Linked DNA regions of Zea mays: region 2 is linked to region 1. Evidence: chromatin contacts called from public Hi-C data. All regions are on one chromosome and are shown on one strand. Each heading gives the region's core, a stretch centred on a gene start, on an enhancer-like site or on the middle of the called end of the contact. The rest is flanking DNA. Distances are from core to core; before and after follow the strand shown. Region 1 has its middle 120 kb from the start of LOC100281302. Region 2 holds the start of LOC103633692 (very-long-chain enoyl-CoA reductase).

Region 1 (3,652 bases), core at 686-3,185:
TTATTTATTTCCTATATCCTATTTGAATGTGTGTCCTATTTGAATGTGTGTGTGATTAGAGTCGAGACATATTTATGGTTATTATGTGTGAACTTATGAACTATTGTCCCCTCCTGCTATGTTGCGTTAGTTAGGAATTTATTTTTGAGTGTAATGTTTCAACTTATGAATTTATTTGTTGGATTGTGCTACTGTTGTTGGTTAGGGGGTTTGGCTACAACGACCAGCGTACGTCATATGTCATATAGTCATGGCATCATAAAACAGTGAATTGCCATGCATGTTGAAACTTTAAATGCTTATATATAATATATCATATTACTGTAAGGTCATGGTGTATTTGCTATGTTAAGTTGAATGTTTGGAGTGGTTATATGCATCGGTATTGCCGATTTTAATTACTGGTTCCTGACTGTTGCCGATGTGTTCCCGATCGATTGTAAAATTTACCGTCATATCTTTACACCCTCCCGTTTCGTTTTCTCAACCGATGATATTGTTACCTTTTACAATTTTGAATAAAAATATGCTTTGAAAGTGTTTGGAGAGTTTTCGTGACCATTATTGTTCGTTTTCATCCCTACCTGTCTGGTCTTCGAAGGTCGGTGCTCATATGGTTAGGGTTTTTGTGTGTACGTTCATAAGATTGATTGTTATGAGCGTCTGTTGTACTATGCGATCTCAAAAGAAAATTAGTGACGTCGATAATTTGGTGACGGAAAACAAAGTGTCTCTACTGGACTCGCTCGTCTTCTTTGCTGAGTGTCCAAGGCACTCGACAAAGGCCCTTAAACAGTCGATAAACGCTTTGTCGAGCGTTGCAATCGATAAAGAACCCTTGCTAAAAAAATCATTGGTAAATGATCTTTGTTAAGTGCTATTTGTCAGTCATTCGGTAAAGACTTAATCAAGTATCGACCCGACACTCGGTAAATAAACGACGTCGTTCTGTATTTACTAGTACTTTTATTTTTAGATAATGAATAAATGAATGAAATGACGAGTTATACATCAGATAGTTGGCATGCAGTCTCTCTTTGTTGGCAACCAAGCTAGGCTTGCAGCTGGATTTCCACTCGAGAGCAGAGATGAAGGCAAAGCATGGACTCAGTCACTCAGCTGATGAGCTCCTGTATGGCCTGCATGGTGGCGGGCGAGAAGAGGAAGCTGCCGGGGGAGAGAAGGAAACCAGCAGCACCGCCTGGCGAAGGCAGCGGCGGCGGCGGCGGAACATGCTGGTGGTGCCCGAGCGTGAGCACCAGGAGGTCACCAGCAGCCGTCTGCTGCGACGACGCTGGCGGCCGAGGCACGGCCTCCTGACCGCCGCCGCGGCCGGTCAGGCTCTGCACGAGGGCCTTGAACTCGTCGGCGCGCGCGTGGATGACCTTGGGCGTGTGCTCGTACAGGATCACGGGCCCCGGCGCCGCGGCCGACGACTGCTGCGGTGCCCTGCTGACGTCGCCGCCGCCGCTGTTGACGACGCGGCGGGGTCTCTTGGCCGGCCGGGGCGTTGAAGACGACGACGACGACGTGGTGGTGGTGGTGCCCGGAGGCAGGATCAGCGGCAGCGGCCTCGGCCCCTGCAAGCTGACGACGCCTCTCTTGCCTCTCGCCGCCGCCGCCGCCGCCGCCGCCCACGACGGCGGCGATATGGTGGTGTTGTGTTGCTGGTGCATCATTGGGTGACGACGATGAGAGAGATTTTCTCGCGAGCTTCGGAATGGCGAATGGACTGGAAGCCTGGAAGGCGTTTGAGGCGACAAGTTGTATATATATAAGTTGTATATCAGTACTAATCGACTAATCGTACACCAAACCGTCAAGAAAAGTACGCGTGTTGAATGCGCTTTGCCGTTACGAAAAGGTGATAGAGAGGCGGATATATAGAATACTACTGCCCCCTCCGTCTGGACGACGCCGACGAAGCTGCCTGCCTGCCGCGCGGAGCAGCCAGCAGGAACGTACGGCGGTCCATCTGCTGCAGTGCTGGCAGATGAACACTAACACGTTTGGCGGCGGCGGCTTCGTTACGTTACGCCCGTGCATGCATGGTACTGTGTTCCCGCTGACGAGCGAGGGTGCATTTTAATTTGTATGAGACTGGTTCCGCGTAACTAAGCAAATAAAATTATATAATTCATAAAAACGATTACAAATTACATAATTTGTAATAAAATTACAAAATTCAAAAAATAAAATCTAATTACTTTGGTGTAGATATCATATATGCTCTGTTAAATTAATTTGTTAAATTATTTTGGAGTTGGTCGTTGGGCCGGATTAACATGTATTGTGGCCTCATCACGGTAAAGGATGGCCGTAAAGCTCGTAGGTGCTTCATGTGGTGCATGGTTGGTGCTGTAACGGAAGACTCGACTGTGTCGTAGGTAGAGATGGTAATAGAGTCCCGATGCCCGATTCCCCGCGGGAATTCCTCCATTAGGGGACGAAAATGGTGAAGTTTGTTTCCCCACAGGGATGTAAACGGGAAAAATTCTTCCCCCGACGGGGATGGGGAAGCCCCGTTCCCCGCGGGGACCGGTTCAATCTGCACGTGTTGATATTTTCGTATACTAGTTAATGATAAAAATAAATAATTATCTTGTTTAGATATCAATCATTGTACAAATGTGTTCACTTTGATGTGCACATAATGATTTATTACATCTAACAATATGTATAAGTGAAAATATTTTGCATTAATATAAAATGATGTATGTCCTAATTATAATTTAAATGGGGACGGAGATACCCGTCGGGATTTATCCCCGTGGAGAATGATGATGGGAAAGAAATGTCCCTTACAAGCGTTCGTGGGGATCTCCACGAGAAAATTTTTATGTCGCGGGGACAGGTATGGAGAGCTATTCTTTGACGGGAAATTTCCCGTTGCCATCCCTAATCGTAGGAGTCCACACCGTATGCTTCCCCACGTTCATCTTTAATGTGTACAATGATACATGCACGCGTGATTGGTGGGAAAGAGAACGACCTAGCCCATCGAGAATATGTAAGCGAGCCATGGGTGATGAGGGATAGAATGACCAGTTGATATAAAAATCACCGGCTTAACCATGTCACTGGTGGATAGACTGTCTCTACTAGATCGTGTGTATGGTCATGTAATATACTGTTTATGAAGTAAAGTTTGAAATAGAAGATAGATGGAATACAGGATAGGTACGTAAAATGGTGAAGACAACCTTACATCTTGGCGTCGGAACCAGCCTGAGGCGCCTGCTAGCTGCTCTCGTTGGGCTGGGTTGTTGGTGATCCGATCTGCTCTCCTGTGTGTGTTGAAAACAAATGGGGTTATATTACTCTTTGACTTGGAGTCTTTGACCAGAGCTAGGGTGGAGGGGTCAGCCAACCCTATCCTGGATCTCCAATTCTCCATCCCCACGCCGATTGATGAGCGGGCCGCCGGGAAGAGTACGGTACGCTACGTACCCCCTGTCTACGGCGGCGAAGATCTTTTCATGGATGGCGGCGCCGGCGGCCCCCGCGCGCGCGCGGCCGGGAAGAAAACTCCAAGAAGTGAAGGGGAAGGCGCGCGCGCGACAGGAAGAAGAATAGATAACAGCCACTAGCTAGCTAGATTGCATCGTGTAATAATTAATCAAACTAGATTTCGAATAATCATCTATGCCCA
Region 2 (3,652 bases), core at 687-3,186, 180 kb before region 1:
ATAATTCTAGAAAAATTCTGAAATCATATTTAATGTTCGAAAAATATCGCGAAGGCTCCAAAAAATCTAGGAAAATTTCTAGGCATGATTTGACCGCCAATGAACTCAAAAAACATATTTAGAGCTTTTAAAAATGTTTGAAGTACCTCAAATAAATAGATTCTGGTTTCCGGAAAATAGAAAAATATTTCGAAAATATGAAAATTTACCGAAAGCTTCTACAGGATATATGTTTCAAACATCTTTTACTCTTAGAAATAATATGCAATGGCATGAATGCAACAACGTGAATTTAGCTCACTTCTAGGGCTCACTTCACTTGGCTTATGCCAATATACAACAAATTAACTCTCCATTATTTAGGAAAAAGAGAAGAGGAACAAGGAAAGGAGAGGATAACACCTGAATTTGGTGGATATTAGAAAAAAAAATTATACCCCAAATTTAGGGTGTCACAGAATCTCACCGGTCACAAAACACGTGAATTCAGTTCAAAAAAATGGTGAAAATGATAGGACGATGGGTAGGACAATGGTGATGGTTTGGAGGGTTGTTTCCCCTAATTAAAAAAAGTTTTACTGTTTTTGGGTTTTTTTTGCGATTCTTAATTTACCTATTGTTTTTTTGATACTCGGCGAAGTCTTTGCAAAAATATAAAAAAAATATTTGGTAAAAAATCACTTAGGGATAAAATATTTGCCGAGTGCAATACTCCGCAAAAGACTTTGCCGGATAAAAAAAAGCCTCTACCGAGTGTTTGTGACACTCGATAAAGAATGCATAGTGCATTGAAAAAAGTGTTTGATATAGTTGTAGCTTTTTTCATAGAGAAAAGCTACAAATCCCTGCCAAAGAGGCTCTTACTTGTTTCTTATATATTTATTCAAACATAGAGCCAGAGCTGGGAGTTGGCTACAGCACATACGGCACCAACGCCTTGATCCTCGCTGGGAACTCGTCGAACTTGGACTGGTACCACCTCCTGGTGGCGCAGCTCCGGCCGGCGAGGTAGGCCGCCGCTCCTGTGGCGTAGGCGAGCGCGTACACCGTCTGCGCGATCATGGCGACCCCGAAGAGCCCGACGATCTCGAAGAGGTAGTTCGGGCAGGCGACGAGCCCGAACAGCCCGCCCCTGGGGATCTTGTACCCCTTGCTGCCGCCGCCGTCTGCCCTCAGCCTCGAGAGGAGGCAGTGGTGGTAGAAGTTGCCGGCGAGGCCGACGGCGAAGACCACCACGCCGGGGCCGCGCAGGTCCACGGGCGGGTCCTGGACGCTGCGGCTGAGGCGCTGCGCGTACACCATGGTGGCCGTGGCGACCAAGTAGTTGGCGGCGCCGCCGACCGCCGTGCCCAGCGGCATGCTCCCGCTGTACCGATGGACGAACAGCACCTGCCAGAGAAGGAAAGAAAAACACGCACGCACGCATGCATGACGTACGGAGTTTCAGACGTTCAGCTGTGCCTGTGTGCTTGTGCTCCCACGGTTATGGGAAAAAAAAAGTTGGGACCTCGAGAAGCCGCTTGAGGAAGTGGGCGGTGAGCGCGGCGCTGAGCAGCCGCGCGCGCGCGCCTTCCACGGCGCCCGGCACGGCGAAGGACGCCGCGGCGGCGGCGAACGCCGGGGCGTAGGTCACCAGCATCCCGTCCCGGCCTGTCAAGACGGCGCCGCCACCGGCCCGCGCGCGCTGCTTGTTGCTGCCGTCGCCGCCCGCCGCCGCGGCCACGTGCCAGAACTTGGAGTAGGACACGTGGTTGCCGCGGAGCTCGGAGAGGCCGGCGTTCGCCGCGGACAAGAGCGACACGACGGACATCACCGTCACGTACACCGACGCCGGCGGCGGGTACAGGAACGGGAGCCACATCTCTGGGTCGCCCGGCCGGCCGGTCGGTACGTGCCTCCAGTACTCCAATCTCCAAATATATAAACAGAACAGAAGAAGCCTGAAACTAGCTGGAAGAAGCGTACAAGTCCAAGGAACAAATTAATAAAAACTAGGAGCGGTAGATCAGTCCTTAACACGTGGATTGACAGTGTGCATTAACTTGCCTACTTCTCGAGATGCGCATTCGCAGCTGACCAGCTCGGACAATGACATATACACACACGTACTGAACGTGGAAACACATGAGAATGAGAGAGGAATGTTTGAACGGCAATAGTACACGAGAGAGGAATCTTCCATGGCTCTACTGTAGCTGACTAGCTGACGGAGAGAAGTCTGTAAGTCACACTGTTGTAGTGAGTCTCATAAAAGTTTTTTTTTCAAGTACTAGACTGCTACAAACATCTCTTAGTTTGATGCATATAAGTCACACTTGGATACTTTTCATGATCTTCTCATCTCCCACATTACACATCCAATTTTCATAGCACAATTAATATTGCTTGTTCATCGACCTTAAACCTTAAAATTTATTTCTCAGTACTTTACTCTTATTTATGTGTTGTATCTCTTCATCCTTAGCTTGAAGTTCTTTTATTTGGTCCTCCAATATTGAACACAGGTGTAGGACATTTGCGGTACCATTTGGCACAATTTGTAGGTTCAGGAGCTATTTTGTTTGACGCCTAAGACGCCACGCCTAAGCTTAGCAGGTTGCAATATGTGTGGCGTGCCTAACACTACCGGAATCCGAGCCTTTGCCGAGTGCCGGACGCTTTGCCGAGTGCCTTTTATCGGACACTCGGCAAAGACGGCTTTGCCGAGAGCCGCACTCGGCAAAGCTCGACTCTCGGTAACGAGCGTCTTTACCGAGCGTAGGACACTCGGTACAGGTCCACACTCGGCAAAGGGGGCTCTCGGCAAAGGGCCGTCAGCGGCCGTCCCAAAGCTGACGGCCGTCAGTCTTTGCCGAGAGCCAATGGTTGGCACTCGGCAAAGAGTCTTCTTTGCCGAGTGTCGCCCAGTTGACACTCGGCAAAGAACTCTTTGCCGAGTGCCATCTCTAGACACTCGGCAAAGTATATTTTTATTTCTTTTATTTTGTCTCCCAAACTTTTTGTGGTATGTTCCTACACTATGTAGACCTACATGTATCATTTGTGGACAATTTTAACAGAGTTTCAATCGTTAGTAGATTTAGTTCGTTTATTTGAATTTCTTCGGAAAATTTAGATTTGAACTGCAGGTCACTCGAAACTTGGAAAACCGTGCATGAAAAAATGATATTCATGTTACTTAGCATAAGTTACGACCGATTCCAGGAGCGGACCAAAAACTTCGAGCAACATGCTCACTAAACATGGCCGTGAACTTGTCATCCACATGTTTAAAAATGGTATAAAACACAAACAAAGTCAGAAAATCTTGAAACTTGTCCACGTGTCATGATATCATATGTACAGGCTGCGATAAAAAATTGAAAAAATTTCGAGAAAACTATGACGCGCTATGTGTACAAACCTAAGAGATCCACATTGAAACTCTATGATTTCATGTGTAGTTCTCTTAGGTTTCTACACATAGTGTCTCACAACTTTGTCCAAACATTCTCAATTTTTTATCACAACCTGTACATATGATATCATGACACGTGGACAAGTTTCATGATTTTCTGACTTTGTTTGTGTTTTATACAATTTTTAAACATGTAGATGGCAAGTTCACAGCCATGTTTAGTGAGCATGTTGCTCGAAGTTTTCGGTCCGCTCC

The links. Hi-C and Micro-C count contacts between places; a contact is called where the count stands out from the background.
Region 2: a Hi-C map of ear shows a contact between it and region 1, with 1.9 times the contacts expected there. The contact joins the promoter of LOC103633692 here to the enhancer-like site in region 1. A contact is called at or near these places in 3 of 25 Hi-C or Micro-C datasets (ear, leaf and tassel).

What each region holds. Positions count from the first base shown.
Region 1 is chr7:7,010,659-7,014,310 of Zm-B73-REFERENCE-NAM-5.0, reverse strand. No RefSeq gene overlaps it. Among protein-coding and RNA genes, the nearest start is that of LOC100281302, 120 kb to the left of the region's middle. Within about 2 kb of position 1,935, at least 9 of the 20 cell types and tissues checked have an H3K27ac peak or open chromatin away from gene starts, as enhancers often do. A contact at or near this core is called in ear and tassel, where this site is marked.
Region 2 is chr7:7,194,605-7,198,256 of Zm-B73-REFERENCE-NAM-5.0, reverse strand. It overlaps LOC103633692 (very-long-chain enoyl-CoA reductase), which reads right to left and starts at 1,936. Exons shown (of 2, transcript XM_008655400.4): 1 at 1,508-1,936; 2 at 666-1,389. The coding sequence starts at 1,861. The coding sequence ends at 913.